2 separate regions of the Mus musculus genome follow, and region 1 is linked to region 2. The links are chromatin contacts, called in public Hi-C maps. All regions are on one chromosome and are shown on one strand. The core of a region is the stretch at or near the end of the contact, and the rest is flanking DNA. Distances in the headings are between cores, read along the strand shown.

The links. Hi-C and Micro-C count contacts between places; a contact is called where the count stands out from the background.
Region 1: a contact with region 2 is called in a Hi-C map of uterus. The contact joins the enhancer-like site here to the promoter of Crppa in region 2. A contact is called at or near these places in 1 of 484 Hi-C or Micro-C datasets (uterus), 3 of 115 datasets of contacts at active chromatin or transcription factors (cardiomyocytes, kidney and neural progenitor cells) and 2 of 9 other capture datasets (adipose tissue and liver).

Annotation. Positions count from the first base shown.
Region 1 is chr12:36,506,800-36,513,075 of GRCm38.p6, forward strand. All of the region lies in intron 6 of Crppa (CDP-L-ribitol pyrophosphorylase A), which reads left to right. Among named protein-coding and RNA genes, the nearest start is that of Crppa, 130 kb to the left of the region's middle. Within about 2 kb of position 3,417, at least 50 of the 459 cell types and tissues checked have an H3K27ac peak or open chromatin away from gene starts, as enhancers often do. A contact at or near this core is called in kidney and uterus, where this site is marked.
Region 2 is chr12:36,378,640-36,384,095 of GRCm38.p6, forward strand. It overlaps Crppa (CDP-L-ribitol pyrophosphorylase A), which reads left to right and starts at 2,811. Exons shown (of 10, transcript NM_178629.6): 1 at 2,811-3,385. The coding sequence starts at 3,135.

The sequences.
Region 1 (6,276 bases), core at 2,167-4,666, 130 kb after region 2:
ATCTTCAAAAGCACCCCATCATTTTCTCCTTTATTTTGCAATAAAAGAAATCATCCAGCTTTTAATTTGTATAAGGTCACTTAATCAGTGAGTGCATCAATTAGTGTTAGTTAATGAAAAACGCTTTTTGATAATTAATATCTCTCATGGGCAGATGAAAGAAAAAAATCAGTATGACGTTTTAAATTTTGACAAGATTATAGTTAAGTCTGAAAGAAGTGGCTTCCTTGGATAGGGATTTGTCTGCTTTTCTGTAGATTTCTCTCCCATTATAAAGTCAGGTTTATCTTGTAGCTTTGTATTTTTCAGCCCATAATTTAAAGAAAAGCACAAAATGGTGCATATTATATCTTTTTACGCCTGAGAGCTTTTGTCTGCCTTTGAAAAGAGCATATAAAAATGATGAAGTCACCGCTGCTGAAATCTGCAGGGAGATCAGTGTGGGTGTGGAGCTGTGTTGCACACAATGGGGGGATTGTTTTATTGATATGAATAGGAGAAATGTTTCCCACTGAAACTGAAGGAAGAGATTGGGTATGCTTATGGTAATTGCCTGGGAAAAATTTTGCAACATACACTCCGGGTGACCCAAATGTCTAACTGTAACATAATGGAAAATACCAAATTCATGTATGAGGTGGCTATAAGTTAAATGGGGAAGCCTACATCTTGTCAGACACATTTTCTACCCCATACTCACATTCTTGCACATGTCATTGACATTTAAATTGTGGGACCTCAGTATCAGTCTTCCGGTCATCTTTTGACTTATTTATTTTTCTGGGCCTTGAATTTCAGAGAAAGCTCTCCAGAGGCGATTCAGCTAGGTAGATACTGATGAATGGGACCTGCTTGGATTTGAGTGTAAAAGGCCTCTAGTAGGTATGGTGGAACACTTGGTACCCAGATGGTGGTACTGTTTTAAATTTTGCGGGGACATGTAATAGGTGATGTCTGGTAAGTAGGTCACTTATCACAGGCTTTGTGAGGTATAGCCTGGCCCCACTCTAGTTTTTGTTCTCTGACTCTGTTACTACCACAGGCACCGTCATGAACTCTGCCAGGCCTTCTCCACTGGTGAGCTGTGAGTGCTCAGACTAAGGGATCAAATCAGTCCATCCTGGCTTAGGTTGTTTATGTCCAGTCCTCTGCCACACAACAGGAAGAGGAAGAAGTGGAGTTGTTGCTCTGTTGGGTGCTGTACCACGTAGCCGGTAGGCTTTTACTAGGTTGTAGGAGGAGCATGAAGGAGTTTCGAGCTGTGGCCTTGTGAAACCCCAGAGTCCTGCAAGCAGAGCTTAAAGGGAGTTGTAAAAGTACAGGAGAATGAAGGGAGAGTGGGCAGTGAACACTGTGTAAAAGATGCAGTAGGGAACAAACGTTCTACTGAGAACTTTGCCAGAAGCCATTCATATTATACTGTGGGAAAGAATTGGCAATATCATTCTTGTGTCTTGAAAGTTTTTGTGAGGTGGAATTCAGAAGTAATGGGATAATTGGTAAAGGAAATTTCAAGACAAATGAAACATTTAGTCTCTACCACTGTCTAGAGCCAGATTTATAGTCAGAGATGAGAGAAAGTGGAGCAGAAAGACGTGAAAATCATGCATGCTAGCAAGGAAAGGGCCATGCGCACAAAGTAGTTTTGGGCAAAGCAGAGTTCCCATTATGAATACTGGCCTAAAGAGAACCCTTGAACTGTCCTTTGCAGTGGCAGCGTGAATGGTGGCCAATGAAGAAAGTGTTCTCTTGGTTCCTCGACATTGACATAGAAGGTTACAGTCATGATAGAAAGTAGTCCCTCTTGTGGCTCATCTTCATCTAGAGCTTGTAGCAGGGTTTGGCATTGTCCACAGGGTGCTTGTTTTACTAGCATGCACAATGTATGGAAGTTTGCACCAAGGTTTTAGAAAGCTCCTATGGTAATCTGTTCCTGCACAGATGAGCTTCTTGGTGGGTCAAACATGGAGCTGTAAGTTAAAGGCAATGGTACCATGTTGTTGGAGATAGCACGACTCTTGAGGAACTGCTTCAGTGACTGTAGATTGCTCTAGAGAGTGTGTGTGTGGTGCTGCTATCCCCAGGGTGGGAGACATCTGTAGCCCAGATGATTTTAACATGAGTTTTTGATGTCAGACATGTTGCTATAGGTTTGCTGCTTGCCCTGCTGAGTTTTGACTTGCTTTGAGCTAGTCTATCTCTTATATTCATATTTTATTTCCTTTAGGAATGGTGGTGTTTTCTTAGGATCATTGCACTATGGAAGTTAAAGGCAGATTAAATCTTATTCTCTTAAGGTTTTGCCCTCAGGTAGCCCCTCACCGTCAGAAGAAAATTACCAGTCCTCGGTCACTTTATTTTAACTCTGAAAATGTGGAAAGTATCTATGCTGCTGTAAAAGTTTTGAGTGGTGTGTAGGTAGAAGGTGCGATTAGCTTTTCATTAGTTACTTAATTCATTCGTTCACTTACAAGATAGTCAATGCCCATTATAACTCAACCATTGACTATAGAGAGTTGAGCTAAGCAGGTGCTACTCTTAAGGAGCTATCTGTTAAATTATGTAATAATACAGTACACAATAATACCCTAAGGGATACAACTGTGTCCTCAATGGGGTGGTTCTGGAAACCAGTATTGGGTGACGAGAGGATAAAGCAAGCACCAACAATGCACAGGAAATTTGGGATTGGGTGAGCTATGCTCTCTCTGATGGAGCAACACCAACGATGTACAATAAACAGAATGCCAGAAGTAGAAGGTAGGGAGGTGCTGTAGGGAGCAGTCTCAAATTGCAGGCATCCAGAGGAATAAGCTGCAGTGTGTAGTTTTTCTATGGTTCCCATGGATCTGAACCATCAAGAGTTCTTGGCATGGAAAGAAAAATACCCTATGCTTAGATAAAAGAATCATGGAAAACAGTTCGGGGAGTTAAAGTCACTGAATGAACTGTCTCAACAGACATGTCCTTTAATTAAGCCTAAAAGGGGAATCCGCTGTTACTTAGTTAAAGGCCAAACTCAAAGGAAACATGCGATGGAAGATACATGAGGAGCCTCATGAAAGGAGAGTAAAATGGGGTTGGATGGTTAAAGTGGAGATGGATCAGGGGGAGGAGATAAGGGTAGAGGTAGGAACAAAGCCAAAGGCAGCCTTATAGACTGTGCACGATTGTATTTCGCCTGTATTATATCCTGCTTCACCGCAAAATAAGGTAAAGAGGAATTGCACTGAAGACTGTCCAGTTGTCTTCAAGGAGAGTATTCACACTGGCTGCTGCTGAATTGCTACACACAGGAAAATCTGTGGTGGTGGTTAGGGCTTTTTTTTTTTTTCGCATTAGTCATAAGAACACTTAAGTACATTCAGTTCAGATTGCATTCCTGGAGCAAAAGGGATGAATGCCGTAAGGAAGGCTGGCCTACACGGTACAAGCGTTTTATGTACTTGGCTGATCCACCACTTCCTGTTTCCTGGAGACCAGAATTTAATTACTGTTTTCTCTAACCTCAAATGACAAGCTGTGTTTAACTGAAAATCCTTCCCTTTCTGGGTCTAAGGCAGGGTCTGCTTTTGTTGGAGTTGTGCGCTAATGCTTGAATGATTTTTCCCGTTGGCCTGGTGGTTGAGTGTAGTGTGTAGTTCTGTGCCTTTTGTTACAGTGTGCAGAAATGGGTGTAGTGTTAGTGTGTAGGACTGGGCCATCGGTAACAGTGTGCAGATCAGTGCCTTTTCTTACAGTCCTTACCAAACTCAATTTATGGCAGTAGGAAAACAAAACTTCAAGATTAGAAAAGAAGCCAAAAGAAAGGCAGATATGAAGCAGAGCAACTGTAGCCTTAGTAACAACTTCAGACTTAAAAACAAAAATTAAATATAAATATTTTATTATACATAATAATATCTTGATCTGAAGATTATAAACTTTTTGGGGGGTACTGAACACAGTTAATAGTGAATGACATGCTAAAGCTAGTTGGGGTTTTTGGGGGTATACTCTGAACAGAGGCAAGGACTCATTCAGGATATCAGGGTGAGTGTGTGCATGTCTTCGTTGTGTGCGCGCGCGTGCCTGTGTGTGTGTGCATGCACGAGGGTAGAAACTGCCTGAAGGTCATTCTGCTACATTATATTAGATTTATTTAGACATCCACCAGAGGTTCTGATGTGTACTAGAGGGGAAAGGAAGTCCAGGTGTAGTGGACCATAAGTAACTCAAGCTGCTGTTGATTGCGCTCGTACTATATCCAATGAAATTAGTTTTTCATTGGTTGTCATGGTTTTAGAACATGATTATGTGAGAGCTAGGGTAATCTCTAACTGTAACTTGGCGTGTTTTTTTTGTTTTAAAAATATTTTTGCTTTTTAATATATTATATTATTTTATGTAGTAAATTTTATGTTCTTTATGAATAATTTTTTAGATTAAAATTGAAAATTACCCTCTTCCTGCCAAGCCCCATATACTCTACTTGCTCTCTTAAGAAGATCATTTATAAAAATGTTTTCTGTATTCTTGTCTATATAAGAATGATGCCAATGTTTCTAAGTGCTAACAAATATAATGTTGAGTATTCAGAATATAGAACAGTAGAACATCCAGAGTCATTAGCCAATGTTATTATTATTTTCATGAAATTAGTTCTTCTTGTGCACATCAAAATATTATTTTAATAAAAACAGGAAGTAGCCATTATAGGAAGTTCATACAGGACATTGTTCCCTTAGAATAACAGCATAACACAGCATAACATTTCACTTTTCACTTAATAACATAAGGACTGGAATTCAGGACCCTGCACTGAAGAACCAAAACATTCCTCCCCTCTCCATAAAGCTAACTAGTATATCTAACTGTTATAACTAGTATATCTAACTGTTATAACTAGTATATCTAACTGTAATAACTACTATATCTAACTGTTATAACTAGTATATCTAACTGTTAACCTTTGATAGTTAATTTCTCTCCCCCCCTTGCGTCCTTCTCTCCTTTTCTCTCTACTCTTCCATCCTTCATATATATATATATATATATTCCTCTCTGTGTACAGTGTGTATATGTGTTCCTATATGTATGCAGGTATGCATGCAGTTTCATGTATGTGAAGACCAGAAATTGGGAATCTTCTTCAACTTCTCACCCCAATTTTGGAGATGAGTCCCTCACTGAGCCAGGAATTCACCGATTCAACTAGACTGGCTTGCCAGAACACTTTAAGGATTCTCCTGTTTATGCTTCCCTGGTGATGAGATTACATATAGTCACCACCACAAGCATCATTTTACGTGTACTCTGGGGCTCTGATGTTAGGTTAGGTCCTTAGGCTTGCATGGCAAGCACATTACCCACTGAGCCATCTCACCCAACCCCTTCCTTTCATTTTCTTAATCTTCAGCCTGGCCTGGGACTTAGTAGAACTCATTACGTAGCCCATTTTCTTCACACTTGCAATCATACTTCCTTAGCCTCTCAACTGCAGGACTGCACTATGTTTAACCACGCCTGGCTTTGGATGAGCTTACTAAACGGCGCATACTGAACATTTGAATTTTAAAAAATCAAGATATAGTTTTAGTTCCTAACGTAATTTTACCATTCTGAATGGATTGTTTTGGTCTAGTTAGAATGCACATGACTCTTAAAAATATCACTTAAGGCTTCATCTAATAATTGTTAGGAGATTCACTTCACCTGTTTATTTTCAGTATAATTCTACTTTAAAGTGCAAAATGGTTGGTTATTCCATTGTTCCAGTGGCTCTAGCTAAGTTATCATTCTAGGGTATGATGCCTCTATGATAACTGAAGTACAGTACTCCTTGGAGCTTATGAATGAATTATCTATGGAGTTTTGACACCCAAAAACTTGTTTCAGAGTCCCCAAACTAGAACTTGCCCATCTTCTTTTCCTTTGTTACAATGACACTCTACAACTGCGGTGACTACATAGTATTGGTGAGTCAAGACCCTGCACAATCTATACTGAGCATCTCTCTTACAAATATATTGCCTTCAAGTGTCAGTATGTTGTCTTATTTGTACCTCAACATTCTGCAGCTTTCACTTTTCCTTTGTCCCGGGGTACTTGATTTTATGTTCTTAGGCTTGGTACTTTCTCTCTATCCTCACATATTTGGCTTCGGTTTTCTATTCCTCATAAATCTGCACGGACCCACTGACTGTGGTGTCAATCCTCATAGCCTGCTTTGTACTGTACCTAAGGATAGTGCCTTCATGAACTCTTTTCACAGATCCCTCACACAGCTTTGTGTAT
Region 2 (5,456 bases), core at 1,561-4,060:
ATTTTCATTCCCAAATGAATGCTTGTGTTTACTCACATCTACCTTCTCTATGACCTTAGAGCTCTTTCCTCTTAGTCCACTTTAATGGTCCCCTGTGTATGAGAGAAAATGTGGTACTTGACATAATCCCCAGGGTCCTTCTACTCTGTGCAAATGGCATGACATGATTTTCTTCTTCATGGCCAAATATTCCATTACGGATGCACCATGCATTCCTTATTATTTTTTCATCTTGGACAGCTAGGCCAATTCTGTGTCTGTAAAATTATGACTATTGCCTTGATTAATAGGGCATGTACATTATTGTAATCTGAATTTATTTACTCAGGGAAGCACAAGAAAAATCTAGCTTGGTCATATGGTAGTCCACCTTTTAATTTTTGTGGTACTTCTATACTAACTCCTTGTGGTTGTTTGAATAGGCATGGTTCCCATACACTCTTCTGTGTGAATGCTTGGCTTTTAGGGAGTGTCATGATTGTAGAGAGGATATCGAGTGTATTGTATGGGTGCTTCACCTGTCAATTAAAGCAAAACAAAACCAATGGCCTATCGTGTAGAATAAAAAGTGGGACATCCAATAGGTAGAAAGAATTCTGGGATAGAGGGAAGTGGGAAGAATCTCAGGGGAAGATGTGAGGAGGGCAGACCCATGGTACCTCAGCAGAGAAACCAGTCATGTGGCAGAGTGTAGATGAGTAGAAATGGATTATTTTAAGTTATTAGTTAGGAAATAAGCCTAGATATATGGCCTAAGTATTTGTAAATATATTTTGAGTTTGAGTTGTTATTCTGGGAGCTTGAGGCTGAGGAAAACAGCCCATTACACATTATTAGGATATATGATCTTATTGGAGTAGGCGTAGCCTTGTTGGAGGAGGTGTCACTGTGGTGCGGGCTTTGAGATCTCATATGCTCAAGCTATGTCCACTGTGGCCCACGGTCCTCATTTCTGCTGCCTGCAGATCACTATGTAGAACTCTCATCTCCTTCTCAGTACCATGTCTGCCTGCATGCCACCATGCTTCTCATCATTACTATATTGGAGTGAACCTCTGAAACTGTAAACCAGCCCTAATTAAATGTTTTCCTTTATAAGAGTTGCTGTGGTCATGGTGTCTCTTCACAACAATAAAATTCTAACTAAAATAGTCCTATAAAACGGACTAATTTAAATTTCCATAAGCATACTAGGCTTCTTTGCCTGCATTCTTGCCAGCCCTTTTTTCTTGTAAAAGTTCCATCCTTTTGGGTGGCTCGCTCCATAACTCACGCGCTCATTTCACAAACCCTACATTTAACATATCCTACCATAATAAAACTTAATGGCTAACACCACAAGACACATAAATAATGTACCCCCATGCACAGATTTAAAAAATTCTAACCAGCAACCACATTGGAAAGGCCAAAAGCCATGGGTTTTATGGAGTCCAGTTCCCCTGGTCGTCTGTCTGCCTCTTGTGCTTTCTGCCTGCTGAGTGTGCTGCTGTCTCTGGGCTGGTCACTGGGTTTTGTAAGTAACATAATGTGTTAGTTCATAAGATGCGATGGAGCCTTCTCAAGAGTCTCCTTTGAGCAAGCTCTAACAAATCAAACACCCAACTCCCTAGCAAAGAGCTCTTTCCTAGACTCAATCAGTCTTTTTGCCCCCCCCCCCCCGCCCCCAGCTTCACTCTGTCTCTCAGTCTCTCTCTTCCTTGCACACTCCTGCCTCCTGGGAAGGAAACATTCAAGCATTGCAATACAAACAAGCAAGCTATAATGCTTCCTTTTCATCGAAGGGTCAAGAGTTCAACAAACTTCAGTTAACACAGAAGCTGTCCATTAGTCATAATGAAAGCAACAAAAGAAAGTGCTTTAGAATATTAGACAAAAGAGGGTAAGAGAAGAGAATTTTTAAAAAAATTTCGTATGCTTTCAATTGGCAAAGTTGATAAAAACAATGAGATTTAATACTATAACTGGGTAATTCAATCCTCAAGTTTTTGTTTTTATGATTCTAATTTAGCTATTGATGGGTGAAGATTGATAATATACATGGTCAAATAATTCCTTTTCCCTTGTCATTATTCAATCAGCAGTTCCTTCAGTAAGTATTAGGCCCCTGTCACATTCCTGAAGCTGGGCATACAACCCAAACCCAAAGCAAAGCTAGGGCATGCTCTCATGAATTCCACATTCCAGATCCTGAATACAGTGGTGCCTGGCACTCGGAGTACCCATTCTGTTTCATCAACATTTCCCAGAAGGATAGTCCTAAATAAGCACTAGATGAGCACCAGGCCTGAAACTTCTCAACGCTTGCTCGTTGCACCTCTAAACCGAAGATTTATGGTTGCCTTGCCATCATTGGCTGTGCAGTCTTACATAAGTTACTTAGCACCCACGTTCCCCTGTCAGTGAAAATGACCACTAGAGGTTTTTTTTTTTTTTTTCTTTTTCCTGTTAACAGGAGATGTGTGTTGATTATTCAGTAGTGAGTGTGGTTGCTGTCCCCCTCTGGTTACAATAAAATCACACTTGCCCAATAGAATCACCTGTGGAATTTAAAAACATTCAAATCTTAAAATCTTAAAATTTGAGTGTGGAATACAGAATTCAAGGACACTCTACTTGGTTGTTCAAAGGTGCAGACAGACAGGTCTGGGAATCAACCTTGCAGTACGGATTCTAGACTTTGCCTAGCCATTTGTCTTTCCACTTGGTAGAATCAGGGTGCCATCTGTGGATAACGAAATTCTTATGACCGAGGTGCACACATATGGGTCTTGAACTGTACCTTGAATACAATTATTTCCGACTTATCTAGAATGGGGCCCATGACTGTGCTGTGCATAGCTGCCTGTGTGTGACTGTCAAATCTGTAAGGACTGCTACTGCAGCCTCGGCTCGACCTGCCCGGAGGGATAGAGGGAAGAGCAGGAAGAGCATTGCTGCCTAGGGGCGCTGGGCCCAGGCTGGGAAGACAAGGCTTGCTGGCTTCCTCCGCGATCAGCACCCGAGGCCACTTTCCCCGAGTCCGCTCGGCGCCGTTCCTGGCCCAGTGCGACCCTTGATCTCGTCCCAGGGCCGGTGCTGGCGTCTCGCTCTCGGTTTCCATCTGCACCTCGAGCTTCTGCGCTCTGCCTGCTATGGAGCCTGGGCCGTGCAGCAGGCCCGCTGAGCCTGGGCATTGCGTGAGCGGCCCCGCGGGCGCGGGCTCAGCGTTCCCGGAGTCCCCGTTGTCCGTCGCTGGGGCGGAGCCCGGGAACCGCCCTGGAACCGTGGCCGCCGTGCTGCCGGCTGGGGGTTGCGGGGAAAGGATGGGCGTCCGCACCCCGAAGCAGTTCTGCCGGGTTCTGGAAAGGCCGCTCATCAGCTACACTTTGCAGGCTATGGAGAGGTAACTGGCGCCAGCCATCCGCTCCCCCCGAGCCCAGGATCATCCCCAACAGGCAGCGTGGCGGGCAGCGCCGGGCCTGGGGCCCTGGCTAACCAGTGCATGGGGACCCAGGGACTTTCGGTTCCCACGCAGGCCCCGCGGGGCCCGAGGAATACCTGCTCTAGGAGCGCCTGGGGCACAGTGCCACCGCGCATGCGTGAGCCTGAGAGTCCTAGCCGCACCTCCAGTTTCCTGGGCAGGCACGTTTCTTCTGGGAATCAGGCATGGCTAAATAACCAGGTAGTAGAGAGAAAAGCAGAGTTAATTCCAGCCTTTCAATAACGGGAGGTGATTGGATGGTGAGGTTGAGGCCAAGACACCCTAGAAAAGAGACTGAAATTAGTTGATTCCAGAAATAATGAGCAGTGTCAGGAAGGCTGTGAAGAAACTGTGAGAGGAGAAAAAGATGAGTTACTTGTGTTGTGATGTGATGGGGCTGAGGCGAGACTGAAAGGGAAGATTATGAAGGTGCTTAAGTTCTGCAAGATCTTTACTCTTTTGAAGTCAAATGGACAGTTGTGACGATGCCTTTAAACCTTGAATCGGACTGGTTACATTTCAAGATAGATGCCAATATTTAGCATAAGTAACGATTACAGGAGGCTTCCATAGAGACCACTGTCCTTGGCATTTTGTTCAGAAGAGTAACAACTCCCAATACACTTCAAAAAGTCAAAGGGACACAGTAATTTCTCAGGAGATTATTTTACTTTCCGAGCATTGGCATTTGGTAAATGGAAGTGCAGGGCTGCAATCATCCTTGATTAGAGTAATCAAGACCGGTGGTTACATCCGAAACTCAGTCAGACCTGGAAACGATTCCAGTTCCTACCCCTGTCTGTGTCTTTTATTTCTCTGCATAGTACAGGGGTTGCTTCATACCGCCATCTTACCAATAGCACACACCTCCAAAGTTCTAGCGCCACACTCATCCTGGCAACGCTGACCATCTTTCTAGAGATGGACAATGACATGGCTTGCAATGGATATTGGCAGCAGATCTCTGTCTGCTTGGTGGTTATATGCAGGGAGTTGTAGACTGTTTTTCATTTAACACTTTTTCCCTTGGGGGAATACTTTCAGTTAATTTGCATTTTTGCATGTACCAAGGTAGCCTGAGATAGGTGAACACTAAAAATTAAATCTTTTAATGTAAAAGAGTGTTTGGAAAGGGGTTATTTGTGGAAAATACAGCAAAAGGACATTTGCTTTCCATTTTTGCTTAATTTATTACAGCAGTTTGAAATCCTAATAGCCCATTAGGGAAATTGAAATAAATTATAACAGCTTATATAATTCAAGGAACATTCATTATGGGTTTTCTTCTTCTCTTTTTGGTTTATTTTTTTGTTTGTTTGTCGAACAAGGAACTGAGATCAGGAGTCTTGGTCCCTCATGCTTCATGACACCACTATCAATGAAGAAATTTTGTTTCAGGAAGCCATGTGATGAAAGTATTGTATGTCTAGGGCATACAACTCTGTGAAGAGGTCCAGTTCAGGATGATTGGCCTATGTACCCAATTTTTACTGGATTTGAAGTTGGAAATTGTTTTATCACTCATAGTCATTGACTCGGAACCCACAAATGTAGCATAGTAGCGTAGTCCCCACAGTGGGGTGACCTGAACCCTTTTGCGATGGGACTGGTTTAAACTCCACAGAAAGAAGCAGCAGCCACTACACTGATGAGTCAGAAACATATATTGAGGACCATACAGAATGCTGTTGCTCATCTTCCTGCCAGAGGAGAGGCAGGGTGATGGTATGTCTCTCTAGGTATGTGTAGGTATGTCTTTCTAGGTATGTCTTACATGTCTAGATGTCTCTCTAGGTAGGGTTATAGGATGGAATTGACTGTTTAATGAACTTTAGGTTAAGGACTGGGGTAAGTGTCTTTTACTCTGCTGGGTAACAGCTTTATTTACCTGGAAATGTTTAAGATGTTGACTGGGGTTAAAGTCAGCTAGGAAAAACCTGCAGCTAGCTGGGTCATAGAGGGTTAAAGCACTGCTTTTTACTGTTGTTGTTTG